3 separate regions of the Mus musculus genome follow, and regions 2 and 3 are each linked to region 1. A link is a contact called in public HiChIP or PLAC-seq data. All regions are on one chromosome and are shown on one strand. The core of a region is the stretch at or near the end of the contact, and the rest is flanking DNA. Distances in the headings are between cores, read along the strand shown.

Evidence for each region. HiChIP or PLAC-seq counts read pairs in DNA pulled down with a chosen protein or histone mark.
Region 2: an H3K4me3 HiChIP or PLAC-seq map of embryonic forebrain shows a contact between it and region 1, with 6 times the contacts expected there. The contact joins the enhancer-like site here to the promoter of Atrip-trex1 in region 1. A contact is called at or near these places in 4 of 39 promoter capture datasets (the HPC-7 cell line, cranial neural crest, embryonic stem cells and 1 more) and 6 of 115 datasets of contacts at active chromatin or transcription factors (VIP interneurons, cardiomyocytes, embryonic forebrain and 3 more).
Region 3: an H3K27ac HiChIP or PLAC-seq map of embryonic stem cells shows a contact between it and region 1, with 3 times the contacts expected there. The contact joins the promoter of Qars here to the promoter of Atrip-trex1 in region 1. A contact is called at or near these places in 1 of 39 promoter capture datasets (embryonic stem cells), 2 of 484 Hi-C or Micro-C datasets (both in embryonic stem cells), 2 of 115 datasets of contacts at active chromatin or transcription factors (embryonic stem cells and pancreatic cancer cells) and 1 of 9 other capture datasets (adipose tissue).

Annotation. Positions count from the first base shown.
Region 1 is chr9:109,071,867-109,076,574 of GRCm38.p6, reverse strand. It overlaps Atrip-trex1 (Atrip-Trex1 readthrough), which reads left to right and starts at 2,478. Exons shown (of 14, transcript NR_153412.1): 1 at 2,478-2,916; 2 at 3,838-3,968; 3 at 4,687-4,708. It overlaps Atrip (ATR interacting protein), which reads left to right and starts at 2,451. Exons shown (of 13, transcript NM_172774.3): 1 at 2,451-2,820; 2 at 3,838-3,968; 3 at 4,687-4,708. The coding sequence starts at 2,571.
Region 2 is chr9:110,068,549-110,073,256 of GRCm38.p6, reverse strand. It overlaps Map4 (microtubule-associated protein 4), which reads right to left. Exons shown (of 19, transcript NM_001205330.1): 12 at 4,674-4,708; 13 at 4,272-4,564; 14 at 2,118-2,231; 15 at 552-644. Among named protein-coding and RNA genes, the nearest start is that of Dhx30, 47 kb to the left of the region's middle. Within about 2 kb of position 2,741, at least 53 of the 459 cell types and tissues checked have an H3K27ac peak or open chromatin away from gene starts, as enhancers often do. A contact at or near this core is called in VIP interneurons and embryonic forebrain, where this site is marked.
Region 3 is chr9:108,505,666-108,510,373 of GRCm38.p6, reverse strand. Qars (glutaminyl-tRNA synthetase) reads right to left here and starts at 2,369. Exons shown (of 24, transcript NM_133794.2): 1 at 2,175-2,369; 2 at 1,844-1,991; 3 at 1,388-1,497; 4 at 1,150-1,225; 5 at 869-933; 6 at 226-279; 7 at 26-86. The coding sequence starts at 2,291.

The sequences.
Region 1 (4,708 bases), core at 1,229-3,728:
GACTGATGGACAGGCCTTGATTAGAATCTTCTTGCCAGAGCTGGGCGTGGTGGCGCACACCTTTAATCCCAGCACTCAGGAGGCAGAGGCAGGCGGATTTCTGAGTTCGGGGCCAGCCTGGTCTACAAAGTGAGTTTCAGGACAGCCAGAGCTACACAGAGAAACCTTGTGTTGAAAAACCAAAAACAAACAAACAAACAAAAAAAAGAATCTTCTTGCCTCAGCTTCCCCAGTGCTGTGATTTCAGGTTTGTGCCACCATGCCTAGCAATGTAACCCTAATTCAGGAGAAACAGGATGCTGGAAATCAAATCCAGAGCCTTGAATATTCTAAGCAAATACTTTAACACTGTCCAACCCCTGTCTGTATTTACTGAGACACCTAGTTGAGAGGCACGGGACTTCTGACTTGCCTTCTAGGCTATCCATACAACTGGGAACAATAGTATGCTTTCCCTAAGAATATTATCTTCTTTCATGAGACAGGCTCTCACTAAATTGCTCATGGTGACATTGATTTAGTTTAGGGCCAGCCAGGCCTTGAATTTGTGATGTCCCTGCCTAAAGTTCCTGAGTAGCTGGAGTTACAGGCCTGCACCATGAAGACCAGCTAGCATACCTGTAAACTCAGCACTCAGGCAGCTGATGCAGGAGAATTGAAATTTTAAAACACTGGGTTGGGGACTAGAGAAATGGTTCAGTAGTTAATAGCACTCACTGCTCTTCTAGGGGTTCTGGGTTCAATTCCCAACACCCATATGATGGCTCACTGTAATTCCAGTTCCAAAGGAGCTGATGCCCTCTTCTGGCCTCAGATCTACATGGAAGCAAAACACCCAAATATAAAACAAACAAATCAGCTTGCTTTGGTCATCTCCAAAAAGCATCTTCTTTGGGCTTAAAGCCCATAGGGCCTTGTCAGCTGGCACCTAGCCCGGTGCTGCTGAAAATACTTATCAGCAGTCATAGCCTCCTGCCCCCAAAACTTCTCGTTTATTTGGTAGAACGTAATCCCTCCTGACAATGTCCTGTTTCCAGAACCAAAGATCGTAGCTATTACAACCTGGGCAATCAGCCACGCCTGGTAGCCCACACTCACAATTCTAGCACTTTAGAGACTGAGACAGGATTAGAAGTTTGAGGCCATCTCAAAAACAAAAAACAAAAACAAAACAAACAAACAAAAACTCATGTCTATAATCCCAGCACTCAGCGGGAGGAAGGACATTCTGGAGTTCTGGGCCAGCTTTGGTTATATGTCTTGACATATAACCAAAGGGGGTGGGGGGCTGCTGGGAGACTTGAACATTCAACATTATGTTGGGCAGCTATGGGAAAACTACCAGCAGCTGAATCAAGAAACTAAGGCAGTTCTAAGTGATGCAATGCCTTCTGACCACTGTAGGCACCAGGCATACATGCATGTGATGCACATACATACATGAAGGTAAAACACACATAAAAAATAATGAGGCAGGGGTGGGGTGGGGGTGGGTTGGCAGGCCTAAGGCATTCTAAGCCTGAGCGCTCTCCTTTCCGCCCAACGCCTCAGCAAACATTGGTAGGTTCACAAACTAAGTCTGGCATTGAGCAAACGGAGTAGAAAAGTCTTGATCTTGTTGCCTTCCAATGCTAATCCGCCATTTCTGGTATCTGTTCTGCCCACCACTTCAGCTCATAAAAGCCAGTCATACACCCAAGCCCAACTCAAATCATTGCTCCTCCATGAAGTCTGTCGCAAAGAGGAGGCATCCACCTGGCATCCTTGTCGAAGATGAATTTTTCTCAGAAACATCATGCGTCTGCCTCCTAACCCATTTTTCTTGCTATTTCCCCCTCAATCTGTTGGGTAATTCAAGGACCACTCCCAGCGAGCCTTCCTTGACCTCTTGAGCTTCATTGTCTCTACGCAACCAGCGCTCAGGACATAAAGACTCTCCAAGAAATAAATGGAAGTTAACAGTTGGAGCAGTTCCGAATAGGCACGCCGTTCTCGAGACCATCCTTCCCAGCCTTTTTTTTTTTTTTTTTTTCTCAAATATACATACTTGAAACATTTGTTATCCTGGAAGATCTCTGCTTCCAGGAAGAAAAGCATTCCTTCTCCTCCCCAAGTCTGCTCTTCCCAGCCTCCTCCCTAAAAGAGTCTCTGGACATGAGAGAGGTGGGTCAGCCGCGAGGAGTGAGGTCAGGGAGAGCTGACCCCTGAACGCTGCCTGCTTCTCTAGGGCTCTGTATTCTACACAGTGCCACGGGGAACCGCCTCAGGTGTGGTCGGGCAGACGCTCCTCGATCTCGCAACCGGGATAATCCTGACAGCACTGTAGTACCCTGGCATCACCGGGGACCCCTTCGTACTGAGCCCAGACACGCAGGAGCCTGTCCCGGGTAACGGCGCGCTCTGTACACGTCACCCATCTGTGCCCGGTAGCTGGCAGCTGATTGGCCCGCAGGCTGGGGAGACGCTGGAAGGCGAGGGGAACGGCGGCGCGCGGGCGGTTGGGCCAGCTCAGGCTTTCTGTGGACAAGGCTGTGCTTGGCGTCTTCGGATGCTGCGGGTTGAAGGTAGTCATGGCCGGGACCCCCGCACCGAACAGCCACAGGAAACAGAGTGGCGGCCTGGAGCCTTTCCCCGGTCTGTCTCGATCCATTGAGAACCCTCCGAGCAAGCGGGCCCGGAGCTTCTCTGAGACCACAGTCCCGGACCCCGAAGACCCATTCGGTGAGCACGCGGAATTTACTGCGGACGACCTAGAGGAACTCGACATCCTCGCGTCACAGGCCCTGAGCCAGTGTCCCGTCGCGCCTCGGAACCTGTCCAGTGAGTGCCTGAGGGGCCTTTTCCCCCGGCGGGTGGTGCAGACCTCTGATTTGGCGGTGAGACATCCAGAATGTTAAATGGCCTCCCATTTAGATGGTATGCACCCCATTGTAACCCTTGGGCAGAAGAGCATTAGAAGGCGTCTGACAGAGGCAAGAGATGAAAGAGAGTCTTACACAAAAATGCCAGTTGCCCAAAGGTTAGGCATGGCAAACAGGCAATGGGCAAGAAATGCCAAAGCTGCTTTTCTTCTTAGAGCTTACACTCTTGGGGAATAAGTTAAGTGTCAGGAGGGTTTGATGGGCACCTTGCGAATGTACTTAGCACTTACAGCATCTGAAAAATAGGATTATCCCTGGAAATGTGGCTGGCCCTCCATCTCTCCAGCAATATTGCATGGAAAACCAGGCATTGGAAAACACTCATTGCTGACCAGCTGTCATATGCGGCAGTGGTTAGACGCAACTTTCCACGAAATGGCACAAAGCAATGCTGCCTCCCCCTTCCTTGGCCCTACATCACCCGGTACTCTACCTTACTCCATCCCTGGAGCCCCACCTCCCCCTGGAATGTATCCATTTGGTTCACCATCAGTCTTTAAAACCAGCAGATCCTATGCCTAACATGTTGTAGTAAATAGTAGTTATGGTAGAGTCACAGCCAGTGCAATCTCTGTTCAGCTATGAGCTGAGAGTCTAGAAAGTGGGTGAGGTATAAAGCGAGAGAATTCAGATATGCTATGCCATAAGGATTCTTTATGTGTTTATACCATGCTCGGAGCTGTTACCTGGGTCTTTCTCAACTTGGCTTTCAAGAGTGACTCCTTCTGCATTTTATGACAAAGGTGGATACATACTGAGCCCCGCAGTATACATGGGATTATTTTTTCCAGACAGGTTCTCGATCTCTAGCAAGGCTAGCCTTGAATTTGAGATCCCCATAGCTCTACTTCACAAGTGTTGGGATTGCAGTTCTGTGCCACCATGCTCAACCTAAGGGCAACTACTTTTTATACAGGTGCTCATAAGGTCCGCCGATTAGATGGGTTACCAAATAGTCCTATAAGGAAAAGCAGAGAAGATATTCCAGTTAAAGATAATTTTGAATTAGAAGTACTTCAGATACAATACAAAGAACTTAAAGAAAAGGTATGTGACTTTTGGGTTGTTTGTTTGTGTTTTGTTTTGCCTGTTTGGTTGTAATGCTGAGAATTGAACTCAGGACTTTACCTTCACACATGCTATACACAGACACTCTACTGTTAGGCTATCCTTCCAGCCCTAACTTATTGTATTTGCAGCTAATTCATTCATTTTGGTATTAAAAAGCATGTGTAAAATATATAAAAACTATAAAACAAACATCTAGATTTATTCCTCTGAAATGAAAGAAGGTTGGGGAAAGAATGCCTGAAATTTTATTTACCCTGTGTATATCCCTGAGCCTATATAAGTTTATATGCACTGCATGCATACAGGTGCCCATGAGGTCAGGGGTGCTGGGTCCTCTGGAATCAACACAACTGGTGTGAGCCACCTCATATGGGTAATGGGAACGGAACCTGGGTCCTCTGTAAGAGCAGTGAGTGCCCTTAGCTGCTAAGCCATCTCTCTAGCCTCTACAGCTTAGGTCTTTATCTGAGGAACATGTCATCTTAGCGGTTGATATTTGTTAGTTTTGCAGGCTCTCATACATCTTTCACCTGGCCATCTGTAGGTGCCTAAGAAAGCCAGAAATCCAACATGGGGTTTTAGTCTGTGGAGGGTATGAGCCGTAATGTTAAAGCTGAAAGAATCTGTGTGTAAGTGGTGAATGGATTCTGAAACTGTTCTTGCTGAATATCTGTTGACTGGGCGTAATTTACAGCTGAAAGCAATGGAAGAAGAAA
Region 2 (4,708 bases), core at 1,492-3,991, 1.0 Mb before region 1:
AGGAGGATGTTTAGATGGAACAGAGAAAAGGGACTAAAAGGAGGAGACAGAGAAAGGGGAGCAGAAGGAGAAGCAAACACAAAGGAAGCAACAGAAGCAGGAGTGGGTGGGAGCAATGCTGGTTAATACAATCCTACAATGACAAGGCCCCAAGCACAGCCTCAGAGGATATGGGCACCCGTCTCAGGACTGGGATTCGCCCAGGGGCTGCCCAGGCACAGTCAAGCCTGTGCTTTCCCAGAACTGGGGGCTTCCAGGCCTCAAAGCAGGTCTCTGACTAAGTTAGGAAAGCACAAAGCCTCTCACACAGGGATAAGATGAAACACCTGACTATCACGAGCTGTTTTCCCTGGAAAATAACTATAGGCATCACTCCCTTCAGCTGGCAGATTGCTTACTGGTCAGGGACCAACTCAGGCCACTATGATCCGTTCACATTAGGGAAGGGATTCTGTGTCATCTTCCCGCATCCTCCCACCCTCCACCCCTCCACCATGGGTTTCCCACAGGGACTATGCCTCATATGACAACTGGCCAGAGCTTATACTTACATTGCCACCTCCAGGGACATGCTTAATATTGTCCTTGGAACCACACTTGGATTGAATATGGCTGTAGCTCACTTTTTTGGATACTATCTGGACCTGGAGTGTTAGAGAATAGAAAGAGAAGGGGGGAAAAAACACAAACGGAGAGGGCTAGTTAGAACCGACACCGAGCACCACATGTGATCACAATGGTCAACAAGAGTCACTCCAACTTCTGTCCCCACTTATTACAACAGGGGTTAAAAACACAGGGAAAGGCATGTGAAAGCAAGAAAGGGAACAACACAAGACAGAAGCAGGCTGGACAGAGCTATGTGGCTGCCTCATTGCTCTGGGGGCTGCGCTGTAGTTTCTAAGACTCATACAGCAACAGGCCCCCACTGTCCACCCAAATATGGCCCTACCTTCTTGATGAGCCCCTTTTCTCTGAAAGCTGGACTCTAGCTTTTCTCAGCAAGGATACTGATGCTCTGAACCAGTTCCCAGTTGGGGCCTGGGACAGTTGCAACCTGACTCATTCCCAGAAACAAAGGCTGCTCTAAGAATTGTTGGGCAGCTGGTTAACAGCACAGATCTGATAACAACAGGAAGGAAGACACATTGTTCATCTAAAAAGGCAAATGGTCCCATGATCCTGAACCTGACACCAGGGGGCGCACAGGCAACAGACTCAGCAGCACTCACCCATCTGTTTCAGAAACTCTGATGGAGGAGGCCAGGCTTCATTTTTGTGTTTGAAGTAGGGTCTCACAATGTAGATAAGGCTCACCTGGGACCTGCTGTATACTCCACACAGGCCTCAAATTCCTGATCCTTCTGTCTCACTGTTAGCTCTACTAGGATTACAGCAAGCATATCTGGTTTTACGCCTCTCTGAATCCTTTAGATATATAATAATGTGTTGGTGAACAAAGAGACCAACCAAAATGGTGAGACAGTGATGTACAATTCAGAAGAGCACAACCTGGCTGTACTGCAACACCCTAGCCCTGGAAAGAGTAACATAGCTTATAGCTTTCAAGAAGAAAGGTCCTTCCTTCCCTCCTTTTCCTCAGAACGAGAGGCTCTTTGCAAAGGAAATGTGCTGGGCTACCAAGAGAACCTGGAACTCACGCTGAGGAACCCGAGTACCTTACCATGCTCCTTTAAGTTCTTGACTTTTTCATGACATTAACAGTGGATTGATTTTAGCCAGACAGGCGCATCTGTCTCCATACCTAGCAGCAACTTTACGGTCAGGAGACAAGGCCCTGACTTCTGAAGAAGAACCTGGGTATGATGTATTGTATGCATACTAGATGAGTTTGAAATGTTAAGGAAGTGTCTAACAGTTTCACGTTCCCTTCATCTGACTGACTACAGTGGGGTAAGAGCTCACAACTTGGTTGGCTTTCACTGGTTGATATAAAAACTGTCTGACAGCTGAGTCATTAACTAGAGGAAGGAACACAGGAAAAAGTAGGAACTAGTTAAGAACAGGAACAAAGTGGAATAGAAGGGAAAATGACTCAGGCTAGGAGAATGATGTTCCCACTTCACCTCAGAGAGGGAAACCTAAATAAAACTCACTTTCCCAGCAGGCGGTTTCTGTGCACTCGCAATGGAGCCGGCTGCTTTAGTGACTGCATTAGGTTCAGGCTTCCCAGCTGTGGTAGCTGCCTCTGTTTTTTTCTCTACTTTGGCCTGGATGGAGATAAACGGGGTTGAGGGGGAGGGGCAAGTTTCAAACCAAGATGAGAGCCTAGATGCCAAGGAAGGAAGAAGGCAGAAAAAGAAAAAAAAAAGCAAGGCCAGGATACCAGGCAGAAAGAAGCAGTCACCCTTGCCCCTAGGACGACACACTCCTAGTCTAGATCCGCAGCGATCCCTGAGCAAGGGGCACAGAAAGAAGAACCACAGGCCAGGTCTGAAAGAAGAGCTCATGCGTTTATGAAGAAATCGTTCAAAGGCTAAGATCGAATCAGTGCTTCTCTGTGAGCACGTGTGAGCCTGTCTGTCATTCTAAATCACAATGCCCTCATGCCTCCACTGCGCTGCTGTCCCTGTCCCGCACATGGCTCCAGCCCCTGGTGACGGAAGCATGACATCATCAGGTACACGGCAATACACAATAACCCACAACTAGCCCAAGGTATTTAGAGCGTTGAGTGTTTGTAGCATGGAAGACCAAGAAGAGTGAAAAGGGGGATGAGGTCATCTGGAGCCCAGCCCAGACACCGGGCCGGCTGGGCCACAGCCAGGACTGCTCTGAGGTCCTTGTCCCAGAAGGATCCCAGCCTGTCATTAACATCTTCCAAATGAACCATGATTCTGCTGCATTTCTGTGCCTATATTCAATTTCTTTAAAATATTTTTAAAAATGTTATCTATATGAATGTTTTGCATACATATAACTGCACTAGGCTCCTGTAAACACAATTTACATACAAAGGGTTGTAAGCTATAGATGTGGATTCTGGGAACTATGCCTGGGTTCTTAACTTCTGTCATCTCTCCAGACCCCCTATTCAATTTTAACAATTTTGGATTAATACAATTTAAGTATCCTACTCTGGATGCTGACAGAACAGTTCAAGTTGACAACAGTTAAGGGTGAACTAGAATACCACCATTTTTTCTACATCCTGGGTTCCCAAGGCTGTTAACATTTGACACATAAAACTGAAACCCATGCAACTAGAATATGCTTATTAAAGTTAGTGTGTGTGTCCAAGTATGCACATCCACACTTGTGTACAGCATGTATGGAGGTCAGAAGATAATCGTAGGAGCCAGCTTTCTCCTTCCACTACAGGGTTTCTGTGGATTAAGTTCATGCTGTTAGGGTTGGTAGTAAGTGCTTTTCTCCCCTTAGTTAATGTGTTGGTCCCAGAATGTTCTTTGTTGTTGCCATCTTCACCCACTCACTCTGCATAGTCATGAAACTCACCATGCAGACCAAGATGGCCTCAAATTCAGAGATCCCCCTGCCTCTGTCTCCCTCTGCTGAAATTAAAAGTTGTGCCACCACACCCAGCCTCAGAACTTTCTTAATGTTAAGCACTGTAGTTTAGAAAAGTCAGGGTACGTGGTTCATTTCACAGCACAGTGTTCACCAGAGGAAACCCTAGTTCTCATTTGGACAGATTCCTCTCACATCAAGGGATGGAGATATTAAATGTGTCTGGTAAGAACCAAAAATAAATGGGGCTCATGTGCAGTGTCTCTTACCTTCACAGTTTCTGAAGCTTTCTCTCCAAACTCCCTAAACCCTGAAGCCATGGCGCCAAACTCATCATGATTCTGCTGCTCTGTCTTCCAAGTGCTCTGAGGAACCACACATCCAACTTTCTAGAGTTTTTTTGTTTTGTTTTTCGAGACAGGGTTTCTCTGTGCAGTCCTGTCTGTCCTGAAACTCACTCTGTAGTCCAGGCTGGCCTCGAACTCAGAAATCCTCCTGCCTCCCAAGTGCTGGGATTAAAGACATGAGCCACCACTGCCCGGCTAAGAGTTTTTATAAAATAGAAGACTCTTTCTACCTCCCAAAGAAAAATATAAATATAAATCCCAACACAGTGAACAGGAGGTCCTTATGGGAAGATAAGGCCAGGCCTTCCCTGATATTGTAGTGCCAAGAACCAAGACTGAAATTCTCTGATGCTGAATGAAATGATCTAGATGACTGCATGTGGCAGAAAAGCAACAGAAGCCAGAATGCAAAGATCCCCAAGCTCACTGACTCACCCGGCCTCCTCCAGGCTGGTGTTTGATGTTTTCTGTAGAGCCGACCTTGGAGCGAACACTCTTCAGGTCAGGGGCAGAAACAGTTGTGGCCAGGCGGCTCACCCTGGGAGCAGAGGAGCTAGGCTTAGTGGAAGTGGGCTTCTTGTCCACAGAAAGAGCCCCAGAAGAGCGGCTAGGTGCAGACATGGGCTTGACTCGAGTGGAAGTCATCCCTGCTGGGGGTGCTGCCCCAGTGGGAGTGGTGTTTCTCTTCACAGAACTGGCAGAGGTGGTCTTTGAGCGACTCAAGTCAGCTGCAAAGAAATGAGAAGTACAGGAGTTCATAGGGAGAGCAGGGGAGCCTTAGAACTGGGGAAGGACAGCATGGTCATTAGACTTCCCAACAGGTGACTTAGGCATTACCTGAGGCAGACTTAGCAGTCATCCTTTTGACATCA
Region 3 (4,708 bases), core at 1,120-3,619, 570 kb after region 1:
TGTAACAGGAACCTCGGCTTCTCACCTTTCTCCACCACATCTTTTGCTGTCTTCCGGTCTGTTTCTTCCAGCCGTGCCTTTGCCACCTAAGAAAGGCATAGAAATCACATCATTCTTTCTAGGAAAGATCTGCTGATGAAATGGGTTCAGACGATCCCTTCTCCAGCTGTAAGTCTCTCTCGTTCTACTGCACTCCCAGTTATCTTGGGCAATTCCTAGCCTCACCTTGGGCTTCTTCACCAGATCAGCTTCCATCTTGGGCCCCAAAAGGTGAAGCACCTGAGCAGATAGATACAGACAAGGGTGTACTCTCTCAAGAATCTCCTGATGGAGTCCTTCCCCGACAACCAAGGGCTTCCTGGCTTTTCTGCCAGCCAACCTATCCACCCCATCCCGCTGTATCTCATCACATGTTTTGCTGTTTGACATGGGATCTTACTATATATCCTCGGCTGGTCTGGAACTCACTATGAGGGCCAGATTAGTACTCATAGAGATCCACCTGCCTCTGCCCAGCTGGCTTCTTCACATGGTTCTACTGGCCTTGAATGCTTTTTCCTTTCTGAGGACTTATCCTGGGCCCAGAGAACGAGTGCTGCCATTTACAGATAAATAACGTGGGCCCAGCATCACGATAAACAATGTACCTCAGTCATCGTCCTCTTGTGATTCTTTGCCAGATATCAATAAAGGCCACAGCATGCACATGTGAGAGGAGGAAGCAGCTTCCCAAGAAAGGGGGTCACCCTCACTCAGAGACCCAAGTTAAGCGCTACTCCCTCCACACTGGGCTCCACTTTCCCTGTCAGAAGAAGGACAGGGTCTCGTTCCCTTTATCTCCGGAGCATCTTCTTAGGGAGGTGCCCACCTGCATATCCACCTCGTTCTTGATCATTTTGCCGTCTGCCCATCTGAGCGCAGCCCGAGCCTCTCCTAAGAGGATAAACATAAGAAGCTGCAAGGAGGAAAAGGGAGGATTTCTTCCCCTCCTCAAAGAAGGCCCAGCTGACTCAGGACCAGGACCCTGTCAGAACACTAGCACCCTGTCCCTGCTCACACTCCCATCGCCCTTCCCATGAATGCCCAAAATGAAAGGAACAATCAGAATGATGCACTTCCAAGTAACTCCCTGCCCCAGATCCAACTCACCCATTAGCAGCCCCATGTTGAAACGGTACCGTTCCGCTAGGAGCTGCAACTGATGCTTATTTATGGTGGACTCCACCTGCAGAAAGCCAAGCCATATGGTTCATGAACACCTCTTCAGAAGCAGTCAGGAGACCAACAGCCACTCTCACTGTGGGTCTGTGGAGAAAAGCTACACCACTCCTTTGCAGGGGCAGAAGAACTAGGAGGAGATATCTGATGCCTGGAGGAGAGGACTTACAGCTTCCTCAATCTGCTCCGGTGTCACCACCACACCGACGCCACACTCCTGCTCGAAGTCCTTGGTATCAATGGGATCCTGGGGATGACTCCGAACATATTCAAGAGCAGCTGAAAACGGAGGGGCAATTAACTAGACAAGTCAGCTCCAAGAAGTGGGTAGATAGGGCCTTAGTACAGTGAAGAGGTAACTATTTCGGTTACTTAGATGCCTAAGAGGTTAGGCCCTGGCACCACTGAAGAGAAGCACTGAGACCAGAGAAAAGAGAAGCCATGTGTTCTGAAGCAGGCTTCTCATTGTGGTAACTCTGCAATCCACACCAGAGGTCTCTACCTCCATGCCTCAGTGCCTGTCCAGAACCTGCTGTCCAAAAAGCAACACTTGACAGAAAAAGCAAACTCGAGTCTTTGCTAAAGAAGAGATTGAAGGTGGACTAGTAAAACAGACGGGACTCACCGCTCAGCTGGAGTCCCGTGTGAATCTTCTTATTGGCTATATAGCTCACAAGGAAAGAACGACGCCGAGTATCCCTGAGTCGGGAGACCAAGTCATATAGGAGGACCCCAGTAGCCTTGTCGATGGTAGAACCCAGAATCTGGTGTGCCTGGAGTCAGGGGGCCGGGGGAAAAAAGATCCATTCCCAGTGAGTTAGGATGAATCACTTTAAAGTGTCTTCCTCTTCCCACAAGGCAAGAGCAGGACACCCGGAGCAAATCAAGATCTGGACCCAGTCCCACGTTGCTCTGGAGCACAGCAAGCAGCTAAGGCCAGGGAACAGGGCTCGCACCTGGGTCGCCGCCTCGCGCAGCTGAGTGCTCAGAGCCTCGTTCTTGAGCGTCTCGCGGGCCTTGTTCTCGCTAAGGCCAAGGCCGGTGAACAGCGCTAGCGAATCTGGAGTAGCCATAGCAGGCACACCGGAAACCAAAAGAAACTTTGGGCCTCATCTGAACAGCGACCTTTGCTCATTGACCAATAGGAGTACGAAGCCTTGAAGAGAACCAATGGTGGCCTTCCTCGGTGAAAGGGGCGGGGCCAGCCAGGTAGTCAACGCCATTTATGAGTCAGAGAGCGAGCGGACTGGCTTTTCCAGGCAGTTAGCTTCCGCCTTCCCGGTTCTAGGCAGTTGACAGGGTTGGGTCCGTGCGACTTTAAAAAAATTGCCATGGGCGTGGAAAGGGAAAGTGTTTAGCAACAAAGCTGCAGGTAGACTCAGGCGTGGCCTCTCCCCCCTCAGCCCAAGGAACCCGACACTATCCTCTTGTCGGAGAGCAAAAGTTCCGGCCGCGTTTTTCAACGTCACAGCTTTGGGGTTGTCATGGCAACATAAATGAATTCCCTGAATTTCCTGGTCCACATCACTGCAGAAAATATATAGAATGACCTACCTAGGGACCACATAAACCTGGTACTTTTTAAGTGCGTACTGGGACACAGCAAGGAGAAGCGAAAGAAAGGCCAGAAGGGACTTCATAGGAAGGTCTATGATTTCTTTAAAATCTTATGCAAACAAGGTGCATCAACATGCCACAGGAAGCACTGATTGGACCAACTGGGTACCCAAGACAAACCTGTTGAGGTTTCTTGGGCGAGTAAGAGGCAGGTGTTCTGGAGTGGGAGAGACTTGGTATACTCCTTTAATTCCAGAGACAGAAACAGGGGAATTCTCTGCAAGTTCAAGGCCATCTGGGTCACATAGTGAGACTATGTCTCGAAAAATAAGAAAACAAAAAGATGCATTGTTCACATATATGAAATTGTCAAGGAGTAGATAAAAAATATCCTGGGAGCTTGGAGAGATGGCTCAGCATTTAAGAAGAGCACTCCGGCAGGGCGGTGATGGCTCACTCCTTTAATCCCAGCACTCAGGAGGCAGAGGCCTGAGTTCGAGGCCAGCCTGGACTAAAAAGTGAGTTCCAGGACAGCCAGGGCTATACAGAGAAACCGTGTCTCAAAAAAACAAAGAAGAGCACTCGTAGGCGGATCTCTGAGTTTCAGGTCAGCCTGGTCTACAGAGTGAGTTCCAGGACAGCCAGGACTACACAGAGAAACCCTGTCTTGTAACAACCAAAATAAATAAATAAAGAAGAAGAAGAGCACTGCCTATTCTTCCAGAGAACCTGGGTTCAATTCCTAGCACCCACAAAGTGGTTAAAATATATGTATTGTCTGTTGCAGGGGATCCAGTGCCCTCCTCAGGTCTCCACAAACAGGGTTCTAGGTCCTTAGATCACACATAGTGGCAGGAGAGAACTGACTCAGAATATTGCACACACACACAGTTTTATATTTCTAAATTGAATTAATAGCACTTTGTGGTCTTGGAAAACATCAGGGTTTAGTTCCCAGCATCCACATGATGGCTCTCAACAAACTCTAACTCCAGTTCCAGGAGATCTAATGCCCTCTTTTGGCCCCCTGTGGCACCATACATGTGATTGATACTCATATAAATACAAATACCCATACAATAAGATAATATGGCATGCGTGTTGGCATAGGCCTTTAATCCCTGTGCTCAGGCTAAGGTAGTCAACCTCTGTGAGTTCATGGGCAGCCTGCTCCCCCTAATAAGAACTGTAAAGTCTAGTGCCACTCTTAGCCATTTCAGAGCTGCCAAATATCACACACACAGGCAAACAACCCACAAGCAAATCCCTCCATGGGACTTCTAAGGTAGGGACAGTGTGAAACAGAGGGTAATCCTGATAATAGCTGTAGTGCGCCGGGCAGTGGTGGCACACAACTTTAATCCCAGCGCTTGAGAGGCAGAGGCAGGTGGATCTCTGTGAGTTTGAGGCCAGCCAGGGCTACACAGAGAAATCCTGTCTCAAAAAATAAAAAATAAAAATAGGGCCGGGCATGGTGGCGCTCGCCTTTAATCGCAAACTTGGGAGGCGAGGGCAGGCTGATTTCTTAGTTCAAGGCCAGCCTGATCTACAAAGTGAGTTCCAGGACAGCCAGGGCTACACAGAGAAACCCTGTCTCAAAAAAAAAAAAAAATTTAAAAAGTAAATAAAAATAAAATAGCTGCAGTGTGCTGGGTGTAGTGACACACCCCTTTAATCCCAGCACTCGGGAGGCAGAGGCAGGTGGATTTCTGAGTTCGAGGCCAGCCTGGTCTACAAAGTGAGTTCCAGGACAGCCAGGGCTATACAGAAAAACCCTGTCAAAAAAAACAAACAAACGGGCTGGTGAGATGGCTCAGTGGGTAAGAGCACCCGAATGCTCTTCCGAAGGTCCAGAGTTCAAATCCCAGCAACCACATGGTGGCTCACAACCATCCTTAACGAGCTCTGACTCCCTCTTCTGGAGTGTCTGAAG